Linked DNA regions of Mus musculus: regions 1, 2 and 3 are each linked to region 4. The links are chromatin contacts, called in public HiChIP or PLAC-seq maps. All regions are on one chromosome and are shown on one strand. Each heading gives the region's core, a stretch centred on a gene start, on an enhancer-like site or on the middle of the called end of the contact. The rest is flanking DNA. Distances are from core to core; before and after follow the strand shown.

Evidence for each region. HiChIP or PLAC-seq counts read pairs in DNA pulled down with a chosen protein or histone mark.
Region 1: a FOXA1 HiChIP or PLAC-seq map of pancreatic cancer cells shows a contact between it and region 4. The contact joins the promoter of Zfp248 here to the promoter of Rasgef1a in region 4. A contact is called at or near these places in 1 of 484 Hi-C or Micro-C datasets (embryonic stem cells) and 4 of 115 datasets of contacts at active chromatin or transcription factors (the 230-238 cell line, embryonic stem cells and pancreatic cancer cells).
Region 2: an HNF4G HiChIP or PLAC-seq map of pancreatic cancer cells shows a contact between it and region 4. The contact joins the promoter of Zfp9 here to the promoter of Rasgef1a in region 4. A contact is called at or near these places in 1 of 484 Hi-C or Micro-C datasets (embryonic stem cells) and 2 of 115 datasets of contacts at active chromatin or transcription factors (embryonic stem cells and pancreatic cancer cells).
Region 3: an H3K4me3 HiChIP or PLAC-seq map of the 230-238 cell line shows a contact between it and region 4, with 6 times the contacts expected there. The contact joins the enhancer-like site here to the promoter of Rasgef1a in region 4. A contact is called at or near these places in 1 of 484 Hi-C or Micro-C datasets (the G1E-ER4 cell line), 7 of 115 datasets of contacts at active chromatin or transcription factors (the 230-238 cell line, bone marrow-derived macrophages, embryonic stem cells and 1 more) and 2 of 9 other capture datasets (adipose tissue and liver).

The regions. Positions count from the first base shown.
Region 1 is chr6:118,454,146-118,457,008 of GRCm38.p6, reverse strand. Zfp248 (zinc finger protein 248) reads left to right here and starts at 1,503. Exons shown (of 6, transcript NM_028335.2): 1 at 1,503-1,593; 2 at 2,098-2,332.
Region 2 is chr6:118,477,509-118,480,559 of GRCm38.p6, reverse strand. It overlaps Zfp9 (zinc finger protein 9), which reads left to right and starts at 1,287. Exons shown (of 6, transcript NM_011763.2): 1 at 1,287-1,354.
Region 3 is chr6:118,348,398-118,351,710 of GRCm38.p6, reverse strand. No RefSeq gene overlaps it. Among named protein-coding and RNA genes, the nearest start is that of Gm30498, 41 kb to the right of the region's middle. Within about 2 kb of position 1,255, at least 24 of the 459 cell types and tissues checked have an H3K27ac peak or open chromatin away from gene starts, as enhancers often do. A contact at or near this core is called in the 230-238 cell line, where this site is marked.
Region 4 is chr6:118,064,811-118,067,823 of GRCm38.p6, reverse strand. Rasgef1a (RasGEF domain family, member 1A) reads right to left here and starts at 1,439. Exons shown (of 13, transcript NM_027526.1): 1 at 1,362-1,439. The coding sequence starts at 1,379.

The DNA of each region.
Region 1 (2,863 bases), core at 254-2,753, 390 kb before region 4:
AGACATCATCTGCTCACTTGAGTTAAATATGTGTGAACACTATGTTGATCTGTTTTCCCCCTAAGATTTGAGGTTCATGCAGCCCATGTGGGCCTTGAACTGTCTATGTAGCGAGAGACCAACATCTTTCTGGGGATGGTCAGCCTGGCCCAGCAGAAGCAGCTATCCTTTTAATGCTATTCAGCACTAGGGTTGTGGCTTCTCTCTCTTTTATCCAGAGAATATTCATGATGATGATCTTTTAGTTTAGACTACTTTCCAGGATTTTATATAAATTTGTTTCACATTCACAAACTAATTAGTTAGTTAAAATATTACATAATTTTCCCCTTCCCTGTCCTCCCTTCTACCTCTACCCTATATCTAACTCCCCTTTCTCCACAGCCTTTTTTCTTTAACCACTCTTTTTACACACACACACACACACACACACACACACACACACACACACACACAAATAGAAACTTCTGCATCCCTCAGTGTTGCCTGCAGGTGTATGCCTTTGGGGACTGACTGACCACTTGGTATTGGACAACAACTCATGGGGCTCACCCCTGGGGAAGACTAATTCTCTCTCTCTCTCTCTCTCTCTCTCTCTCTCTCTCTCTCTCTCTCTCTCTCTGTGTGTGTGTGTGTGTGTGTGTGTGTGTGTGTGTAGTTGCTGATTGTCTGCAATTCTTCATCTTGGGATGCCAGGAGAGAAGCGAGGCCTATAGCACGAGGCTAGTGAGATCATGAATCTTATAGGAAACCCTACCACTGCCACTGTCCCAAAGTAGCACAATTCATAACTACATTCCCTATACGTATCATTATACCCACAGGTAAGCGTAGCTCTCATCCCTTAACAAAGACATTCTTTTTACAGCAGTTAGAGACCATTACCGAAGGACACACCTTGTCAAAATACAGTGAGCAACTGAGGGAAGAGTTCTCAGCCCAACTGATATAACACTCCTCCACCTAAGGCTCGAGCAATGCTGCAGAAGACCTGGTAGAGATTTTAAGAGCCAGAGGATAGGGAAGTCTGATGTGAGATTGTGTCTTGTAGCTAGGACAGGGAAGCCACGCCTATGAAATCTCAGCAAAGTGACCAAGTCCTGAACTATTCCAACACCAGTTGACATTCCAACATAATTTTTAACACATCTTTCCTTCTTTTTGAGTGTAGAAAATATATTAATTTGATCCCCAGTCCCCAGGGTAGTGACAGAAGGCTGGCGCTAGATAGAATAAAGATACAGAAAACTGTCGCGGTGTACCAGAAAGTCCCATCCTGGGAAATGAGTCTGACAAGGTCGTGTTTACACTGCAAACACCTTTACTTCTTACATAAAGTAACCCTGGTTTCTAGACGCCTTCAACAGCATCATTTTACAATACAGAGTGAGACAGGAGCTGACTCCGTTTTCCAGGCAACAGTCCTTCTTCCAACACTGGACGTGGAGACCCCACTACGAGCACCGTTGGGCGCACCGCCCCTTCCTCTGCGCATGCGCAAACTGCAGTCCTGCTCCTGGTCCATCCGTGGCCTCGCGTACCTCCTGGGAAACAACTCCTGGCCTTCGGCACGGTGCACTGCAGGAGCGGCGGGTGAGCCTTAGACAGCATCAAGGGCGGAGGGTTCTGGGAGCTCGGGCCATCCTGGTCGCTGTTGGCAGCAACCAGGGACCAGCGGGGTGGAGGGCTGTATGGGGAAACGCCGGGGTGCGCTGGGACTCCATGGCTCGGGCTTGCGGGATCCGGATAGTCCCGCACTTCTGCAGAGCTAATCTAGGGCCTCTAGCTCGTGCTACGCCTGCGCATTTTGCCCACTAGGCGGGGAAGATGCGGGGTGGTTGGGCGGAACCCTGAGGAGTTGACTCACGCATGGCGCGAGCGTGACGCGGTGACGCATCCGTTCTCTGGCTGCTGGGGCTAGATGCTGGGATGTGGGGGGCGAGCGGGTAAGCCAGGTCCCGAGTGAATGAATTACTGGGACAGAATAACCTACCCGAGACTCGGTTTCCTTTTGTGCACAGTGTGACTATTACGAATACTTGCTGCAATTTTCTTTTCTTTTCTTTTTTCTTTTTCTTTTTTTTTTTTATTTTTAAGCTACTACTAGGGAGCCCACCCTCGCAGGGGGCCTTTGGACTGGTCCCTAGGGCGCAGTGTTTGGAGTGGAAGAGGAAAGTGGTTAGCTAGCCACCAAACCTCCTGCCCCCTCACACACCCGGGATCCCAGTTCTGAATTTGGTTCTCGCTCATGTGTTTTGTGAAAATGACAGTGTCCTGAAACCATGGAAGACTGTGTGCTCGCCGAAAGTCTGGGACAAGTTTAAGGAGAGAGGTGAGCTGGAGTTGAGAGAGATGGGTGCATACAGGCTGCACATGGAATGCTAGTTCTTGGAAAACGATTGGGAGTGAAAGGCTCACAGGTCCGGAATTGCTATCACTGCCCCTACCTCCACATCTTATGCATCCCTCCTACCTGGTTAACTGTGGAGAGGCGGTCCCTTAGACTCTTGACTCATGTGAAGGTGGCATGTAGGGACACGCTTGCTATTATGGCCATATGTTTCCATCGGACAGTAGTGTAGGTGGGTCCTGAGAATCTCAACATCTTGCAGGTTTTTAGTGACACAACCGGGGCCTGCAGATGGCTGTATATTTTGTCTCTTTGAGGTGCAAGTTTCTTATCAAGCGATCGTTTTGAGAATTGTAAGCAAGCAACTTGGAATGTAAGCAAATACATTTTGAAATTTTTATCTTGCCTTAAAAGCCCCGTTCATTTCCTTGACTTACCTGACTTCAAGGGATTAATGGTGTTAGATTTAACAAAACCTCCTGATTCCCACCGCTGTCTCCGCACTCCCTCATT
Region 2 (3,051 bases), core at 38-2,537, 410 kb before region 4:
CGACTGATCGTCACTCCAGTTCCAAGGGATCAGATGCCCCCTTCTGGCTTCATCATGCATGTCTCCCACATGATACACAGACATGCAGGCCCAAACCCATATACACAAAATAAAACAGCCCCGGGAAGCAGCTTGCACGTTGGAAAAGGAAATTTGGGGTGCCCTAAGTCTATGTTCCAGGACCATCATTATGTTCAGTTCACAATAACCCCTTAGAGTTATCCCCTTAGAGGCAAGAGCTGTGTTTCTGTGCCAACAATACCTTTATCCTGAACCTTGCAGGCTGTTTGGTCCCCTTGTCTCTTAAGTTGGCCTTTTGAGGACCAGTCAATGAGTCTGAGTCCTTATGGCTGCCCGGGGCTCAGTCGTTGATCTTAAAAGCTCTGGCACCATATATGCTATATGTATACATTTATGTGTAAAAATTGTAACTTTCGTATGAAGAATGTAATATTTCCATATTTCTAAGGTTAGTACAGTGCGGACTAAAGTTATGGCCAAGGACATATACAAGTTGTTTTACATATTCAGGACATCGTTCTTAGTGAGAGGATAAGAATGGCATTCTGCATCGGTAGGATACAACTTTAAAAATTTGGCCAGGGGGAGGCGGGGACTAACATGTAGGGCACTTTACTTGGTGTATTCTTTTGGTTTATATATACTGTACATATTTTTTTAGTTTCTCGCGTTTCGTGTTATCGTTTACATAGTTTTGAAAGGTAGTAATCCTAAGACAAAATTGCAAGCTCCTTGGATGTAAACTTCAAGTATTTAAGCTACCCCACCGTACACACTGCGCACCCTCTGACGGCCTTCTGTCTAACTCCGCAGGGTGCCCATTGCTTGTTCAATCATCCCCTTAAAGATCAGGCCTTAGGGAAGCAGCGCAGCGCTCAACAGTGAGGTACTCAGAGCCAAACTTCATAACGTGATCACACACGGAGTCATCGCGGAGGCTTCTGGAAAGCGTAGTCCAGAAAGGAGGGCCGTTAGGCGCATGGGCAGAGCCCTCGCCTGTCAGCTGAGGAACTTTTGTCCTTCGTCTTGCGGGGGACACCGAGCCCCGCGGCATCCCCCGATTTGAGGGGTTCTCCGATTGCGGCGGGCGGGCGGGCGAGCGAGCACGCGATCCTGTGGGGCGGCGGCGGGAGGAGCGCGCTGGGCGGGCTGAGGAGGGGAGGGGAGGGGAGGGAAGGGGAGGGGAGAGGAGGGGACATCAGCGGGAGGCAGGCGGGTCTGAGCCACCGCCCGGGTGACGTGGCACCCACTCGCCTTGTCCTCCCGCCACGTCGGCGTCCTCCCGCTTCTCAGCCATCCCCGGGCATCTGCAGCGGAGGCCGCTGTCACCGAGGTGAGAATCGCTCAGGGCGCACGGAGCAGGGCAGTCTTGCAGAGTGCTGTGGAACAAGCAGGGCGGGCTGCTGCTTTTCCAGCAGAGCCAGGTCCTTTCATCTGGGCCCCTCAAAGCTGTTCACAGAGGCTGTTTGGTTTACCCAGTACCTGCGGGTGGTCGTAATCCTCTATTGTTTAACTCTGCCGGGCTTGTCTCTTCCACGCAGTCCTGTCTGCGTCTGCTTTCCGTGCAGCCGCTGAGGACACAGCCTTGAAGCATACTTGATCATACCTGGAGTCTTCTATTCCTAAAACTCCTCCAGCCTCCTCTGGATCCCTTAGTGTGAGAGATTAATTAAGGCTCTCCCTCCCCATATCCCTCAGCTATCCTTTGTTAGACTGTTGAACAGTTATTTGGAAGTACAGTATTGCTTTTTAAAAAAAGGTCTTTCAGTATTAAATTTTCCTGAGAATCTGGGAATTATATACACTCACCCTCTAAGGGAATAGAAGTAAAACAGATTGGGGGTGGGGTGTCGATCTGGCCTTGGAGCTCCAGACTAGTTTGGAGCTGTTGAAACTCCTGCCTCAGCCTCCAGGATGCTGGGTTTACAGGTGTGTGCCACCCCGTCCAGCAGAGACAGATCTAAAAGATGAGAACTGTTGTTCATTTGTGTTCTCTGTTACGAAGGAGATTTCCTAAGGCTGATGATTGGCGCATTTGTATCTGGCCTTATACATTAGGCCTTTGGTATGCACCCGGCTGACTGGAATTAAGCATTTGGTTTTTTGTTTGTTTGTTTTTGTTTTTAATCTATATACACGATATACCTTTTTAGGGAATATGGTACTAAAACTGTTGTCTAATTAATTAATGACTTTATTTATGTATTTATTTGAAATAATGTCTCACTATGTAGTCCAAGCTGGTCTAGCTCTCGTTCTATAGCTTAAACCAGCCTTAATCTTGCTATCTGCCTGCCTCGGCCTTTACAGTGCTGGGGCTAGAAGTGTGCCTCACTCCATGTGGCTTCAAATTGCTATTTTTGAAGGTAATTTTGTTTCAAAGCTTCATTTGTTTCAAAGCTAGATTTGGCAGCCATGCAACAGTTCATTAAGATGTAATTTAATTTCACCCCACCCCCCTGTTTCAGCCTGTTTTGAGAGGCCAGTCAATTACAGGGATCTAAACCTGTTGTGTGGCTGTCAAGGCTTGACCGGAGGCTGCACAGAGGGTTATTCACCATGATTTAATTCCTTTCACTTTAAGAATAATAGCATTGAAACTAAGTCCCAATGCCGGTAGCAGACATAGCAACAGAACCAAAAGGAATCATATATAAGAGAAAATGGATCACATGTAAGGTTCTTGAAGAAGTGCTCCGTTTTCTTTTTGCTTTGAGAAACTGTAATTTAGGGAGAAGAAATGCCTGGTATTTGAAAGCTTTAAGATGACTTTCTAGCTTTGGAGGAATGTAATATTAACAGAAAAAAAATGTTACTTCCAATATAAACAGCCAAGGTCCCCTGTTTGCATATGTTACAGTTCCTTTGAAATGAATCTGTTCTTTGGTGTTTACAGGTTGGGTGCTTTTATCTTAGTCAGTAAGCAGACAGATGCTTTTCAAACAGACAGTAGAAATGTTTAGATTTAGTCAAAGACAAACACGCCCCAGGCTCATCAGGATGGGGAGAAGGCTCAATAGAGAGGCCAGT
Region 3 (3,313 bases), core at 6-2,505, 280 kb before region 4:
CTAATTTATAGCTTTTGCTCATTATTCCAATTTTTAAAATTTTGAATTTTGGACATAATTACTGTATTTATCTAATTTTGACTCCTATTTCATACCCCTCAACTTCACTATGACCCCTCACCCTATTTCCTCTCAAACTTTTGACTTCAATTATTACTGTTGCATACTTATGCAACACACACACACAATATATATATATATATATATATATATATATATATATATACACACACACACACACACATATATATATAAAAGCTGTCACATGCGTTTAGTGTCGCTCATCTGTGTACGTGTTTAGGGCTGACCACTTGGGATGGATAGCCTGTAAAGAGGTGTGTCTCCTGATTCCCCCTCTCTGAGCAGCTAACATCTAGGTAGGGGTGGGGCCTTGTGAGGTTTCCCCCATCCGCACTGGAATGTCAGCTGGTGCTGTGGCTGACCCAGGACCACCTCTAGACTTCACAGCTGAACTTTCTTATCACCTATAGAAGATACCACCCACAACCAGAAGTCCAGAGACCTCACAACTTTCCTTTGTTTTATTCACTGTGAGTCCTCCGGGTGGCGTTGTCTTCCCTTGCATTTCTACTTATGACAGAAGTCAACTGCAGTAACAAAAGTGACAGTTTGACAGCACTCCCAGTGTTAGTACCTTGGCAGGAGAGAAGATACTATTTATCAGGTTGGGAAAAAGGGTTGGATGTCTCACAAACCAATACAAGTTACAAGAGGATCAATCGAACATTTAAAAGGCAAAAATGTACATACTAAGGGAAAAGATAAATAATTCTTAAAATTAAAAAGCTTAAAAAATTAAAAACATTAAACAAAATATATATGTATATAAAAACTGAACATTAAAATAAAAGGTTAAAGAATAGAAACATATAAGCACAAATGACTGGTAAAATGAAATAGCTAATAAACTGCAATAAGTATCATATTCTCTGTCAGCTCTTCCTGGTTGGGGACGAGTCCACCCCTTGTATCTTCATTAGTTCTGACCATCAGGACAGCGCATGGAGTCCCATACACTTCCCCCCTGCTCCCCCCCACCCCCACCCCCGGGAGGCTCAGCGAGCCTCAGCTTCCGACTTCCTTACCACAATCCCCACAGTTTGTGTGTCTGGGGTCTGTGGCTTTGATCTGAGAGAAACAACACATTTATGGTTCTGCCCTGTACTTCCTGTGGTTCTTGCTCCACAGGGCCAAAACGGAGGCGAAGGGATGTGGCTGTGTAGTGAGCAGATCTCTCGCCCTTTCTCCGGAGCTGTGTGCGTGGGTGCTGAAGACTGCCCTTCACCTTGGAGGTCCCGAGAGCTCTCCTGTTGCAGGAGGGTCCATTCCTGCGGTGCCCAGGTCTGATCATTTTCTCTGCGGTATGACGGGGTGGTGTTGTGGGTATTGGAGAACTCTCAATTTCAAATCCCTGGCGCTTGCTGAAGTCCTGCTGGAGGCAGCTCTGCCTTTGACTTGGGCCCCAGCAGGTGAAGCCTTAGAGCACAGAGAATCCTGACAGAGGGCCCCAGACACCTGGGCCTTGCACTTCTTAGCAGAGCTTGTCTCTTAGCCAGAATCCACCTTCTGGCGCTGCTGCCAAGGAGTTCTTCACATTCATACCCGTCATCTGCTCCCTCGTTTTACAGATTGCATATTTATGGTTTTGTATCCTTCCATTTGGATCAGTCCTCTGTATTCTTGTTTTTCTTCTCATTTTGACTCTTTCACTAACTCACACTGAGGCAGCCTCTGGTCTGTCATCTTACCAGAACCCTGTCTAGGTGTTGTCTTTCAGAATTGGAAGTGAATCCTTGCCTCCAAGCCCTCCTTTCTTTCCACATGTCTGTTGACAGGTGCTGTGAGTCTGGGGTCTGTCGCCATGCACAGCTCCATGGCTCTCTCTTGCTGCTGCCAAGAGAGAATATTGTTCTGTGTATTTAGCATCAGCAACACTATGGCCAAGGGAGGCTGTTTGGTGCAATCTAGAGGCCTTCTGTACCGGGAATAGTATCTCTTTCTTTGACTTTTTAAAAATGAAAGCCATGACCTTGCCGAAACTCTTTTCCACCCCTTTTGAATGCAACTTGTGTCTTCTGATGGCTGTGAATTGTAGATTTTTTTTAATGGTGTGCTATATATCTTGAAAGTACCATTAGTTATGAATTCACCTTTACCCTTGTTTGACTGTCACACTGTCCACCATGTCTCCATCTCAGCTGTGCTGGCTTCCTTTCCTCATAGCTTTTATTTCCATTCCTGGGTTTTCATTCCCTGGGTTTCACATTGGTTCTTCTACGATGAGTCTGTCTCGTGGTGGAACTCCCCTATCATCTGGCATTGACTTCATTTGTTTTCTCCTGGAATTCATTCAGGAGTTTGTCTTCTTTGACTCCTTTGCATGTACTTAACGATCACTCTTCCAAGTTCTTTGGGATTTCCAGTTCGTTAGAAGACATTACCGTGGTACCAATAAATTTTGGAGACGTCACGGTGTATTGATATTTCCTGTTTCTTATTATCACACTGGGATGTATCTGTGCAGGTTATTTCTTTGCTCGGGTTTCATTGATCAGTTGAATCCTTCCAGTTGAAGGTGAGGCTGAGTTGTAGCAGAGTTGAGGTTTGTGGCTCAGAAGTTAGGTCTTCAGTTAAGATGATCTCCGTGTTGGCCACAGGAGCAGCCAGAGCAGCTGGATGTGCCCATGACTCCAACATCAGAGTAGCCAGTAACAACACAGCACAGCAATGCCAGCTTCAGAGAGTGCTGAAAGATAAACAAGTGCGGTGTGGTGTTAACTAGAGTCTGGATTACTGAGGTTAGAGTGTAAGAATGAAGAGGTACTTTAATATATCAACGCCAAAAAATCAGGACCGGAAGAGTAGCTGGAAGGAAAGCGGGTTCTGTCAGGGTTCACAGATTTTAGAGATTCTTAAGCTGTGGAAGGTTATGAACAACAAAAAGAAGCAATAGGGAAGAGAGAAGGGGGACCGGGAACATAGGAATAAGAGGGGAAGTGTATCAGTTGTGTGTGAGAATAGTAGACACGCAGCGTGTCTTAGGGTTTCCATTGCTGTGAAGAGACACAATAACGGAAGCATTTTAGAAAAGACAGCATTGAAGTGGGGCTGGCTTACAGTTTCAGAGATTTGACCCCTTACCATCACAGTGGGGAACATGTCAGTGTGCAGGCAGACATGGTGCTGGAGGAGCTGAGAGTTCTACATCTTGATCAGAAGGCAGCCACAGGCTCACATCCTCAGGCAGCTAAGAGGAAGCTCTCTTCCGAAGTGGGTAAAGCCTGGGCATAGG
Region 4 (3,013 bases), core at 190-2,689:
TCCCCAGCAAAAAGTAGGTGGCACAGCAGAGTGACGCAGGATGGGTATTAGCAGAGGAAACAGTCACCGGAGCTGAGCATCGTTTTACGTCTGCATGATACCAGAATCATCCTTCCTGATGCACTCCTGCTGTGGGCTACTCCTCTACGTTCATCTTTAGTCCTTTCTGCCATGTAACTTAGTCTGTATATTACTCACTGTGGAGGTGCTCAACCTTCCTAATGTTGCGACCCTTTAATGCTGTTCTTCGTGTTGTGCTGAGCCCCAGCCATAAAATGTATTTCGCTGATACTTCATAAGTATAATTTTGCTACTGCTATGAATTATAATGTAAATATCTGACATGCAGGCTATCTGAGAGGCAACCCCTTGAAAGGGTCGTTTAACCCCAAGGGGTCTTGACCCACAGGTTAAGAACCAATGATTTTCTGGCACCCAGATGAGCTCTGTGAGGATAAGAACTGTTGCCTGCTTAGTTCTCTGCAAACCACAGTGCCAGCGCATAGCAGGTGCTTAATAAATGTGCATTGTCTGTCCTACATCTTCAGCCCATTAATGTTGGCTCCTCATCTCCACTCTTCCAAATCAATGGTCTGCACTGGGTCTGGTCTAGACAGGTCTGTGTACTGCTCCTGAATCCCACTGCCCACTATGGCTCAAAACAGCTAGAAAGGTGCAGTGGTGGCTCAGGCCCAGGGTTAATTTTAGGGAGATTCTCAGCCTTCCCCTCACTAGGCACTCTTCTCTTTAAACACATGACATTTGAGAATGCACAGGCACAGCCTTGCCCCCACACCTGCCTCCTCTTAACGGCTCTCACTTAAGCCTCCCATATATAAACACGTCCTCTCTCCCGCCCACACATCGCACATACAAGCGCACACCTCCCACATGATCAACCACTCCATCACAGACCGCCCCCACTCCAAGCACTTATGGAGTAAACAGTGGTTCTGAGCCCAAGGATAGGGGAAATTCCAAGATCGCCACTGCTTTTTACAAGTCTGCTCTGTCCAGGACAGCCCTTTGCTTTCTCTTCTGCCGCACCCGGACCCTGCTGCGAAACACCCCACCCCACCCCCACCCCCTGCAGGTTTTCAAGTGGCGCTTTACAGCGGAGCCGCTGGTGTCAGCAGAGGCTAGGAAGGCAGCAGCTGCACCTTGGGCGAGGCCCAAGTGGCGGCAGGTGTCCGGGCAGGGACAGGAGAGAGAGTTGCCCTGGTTGTCCTGGGGGCGAGCACCCTCCTGGCCGCGCTTCCCAAGCTCTGGGGCACAGAAACCTTAACCTTGCGGTCCTGCTGTGGTCAAGACACTGCCCTGGAGTGCTCCTAACCCGCAGTCCCGCACTGCCACAACCCTACCTGGGGCTCCAGAAACATCCTGGCTACAGCTCCCGCTACCGGACCCGCAGGCGGTGTAGAAGCCCGACTACCCTCCGGGGCTGAGCCAGTGCCGCCCAAGCCCGGGGACTTCCCTCCCGTGACCCAGCCACCTCCCGCCCGGGGCGGGGCTGGCGAGCCTCGTGAACAAGACCCTGGGAGGAGCACTAGCAAGGGACAGGGCGAGGCACAGTGAGGCGTGAGCACCCGCAGGGTTTGTGGTGCTAGGTTTGGGAATGGCGTAAGGGTCAAGGCTCTGGGCTCTGGGCGGGGTGGGTCGTCTTGCTGGTGAAGTCCAGGAAGGAGAGGGGAGGGGAGGGGAGGGGAGGGCCAGGAAGGGTCCCAGACTCCTCCTTGGAGACTGAACGCTACAGAGCTACCGCAGGTGCCCAAGCAGCGCTTAGTTCAGATGCTTCCCCTGCCGGGCGGGCGCTCGCTCCACACAGCTGTAGTCTGAAGTGTCTTGAATCCTCAGTCCTTCTATCATCCCCAGAACGCCAGGGATACAGCAGCTGCTGTCGTGGAAGGGCTAATCCGAGTAAGGGATATGCCTGGTGCCTGTCTCTGAGGATCTATCTCACCTCACCCCCACCCCCACCCCACTCCCTGCACTAGGAAAGAATCCTGTCAGGTGCCTCCCACCGCAGCTCCAGCTCTTAGAGTTTAGATGGCAGCGGTGGGCTGAAATGAAGAATGCCCTCTCTGGGGATCTGAAACTAAGGAAGCAGATAGAGGCTGGGAGGGCAGAGAGAGCTGGGCCAGGTTCTAGGAGTCAAAGCTGCTCTCAGCTGGAACCATAGACCATAGACGGGGCAGAGGATGCCCAGGGGGGATTAAACAATCCTATGAGAGCACACAAGCAAGCCATGGTCCCTAATGGAGACTGATGACCCGGACTTTACCCCACCCTGTCTGATCTCTGCCCAGCGGCCTGAGGGAGCACACTTCTCTCCTGCCATCTCCCTTCCCCTCTTTCTCCATCAGCTCTCTTAGCACAAAGATCCATCAGCAGACAGACTCTTGGGTAGTTAGTTCAGTCTTGTGGAACTCTGAATGTTGGGCTCATTCCCTTGTCTCCTAGGAGGACCCAGGCCCTCTGGGCTCTGCCTCCCCTGACGTCTCTACCAGCTCGCACTGTCGCTGGACCCCACCTTTCTTCTCAGGGGTCTCAGAGCCCATAGTATTTATTCCCTCCTGGAACAGCTCCACAGATGGCGGGGAGGAGGGTGCATCAGCTTTCACACAGGGCCCCCCTCTTCCAGCCCTGCATCTTGTTCCAGGGGATGCAAAGCTCACAGTGACCTCTGCTGGCGAATCTTGTCAAGACCCACCTAGACCCTCGGGTGCTGGGCCCTTGCTAGGCTCAGGTCATTCCTTCAGACTGCTCTTCTAATACCAAGAGAAACAAAACTGGAGTTCTACTTCTAGGAAGTTACCTGTCCCTGCCTTCTTTAGCCCTGTTCCTTGACCCTCTAGGACACCTGGGTCCTAAGAGGGTGATGGCATTTCTCCCACATGCACAGTTAACAAGCCAGTTGCCACCTGCTCCAGAGCAAGCTTTCCCCAGGGAGCCTATCTAGTCCCATCTCTGGCAGACATGGATGAAGCTGTCTGTCACAAGTCTGACCTCAGCA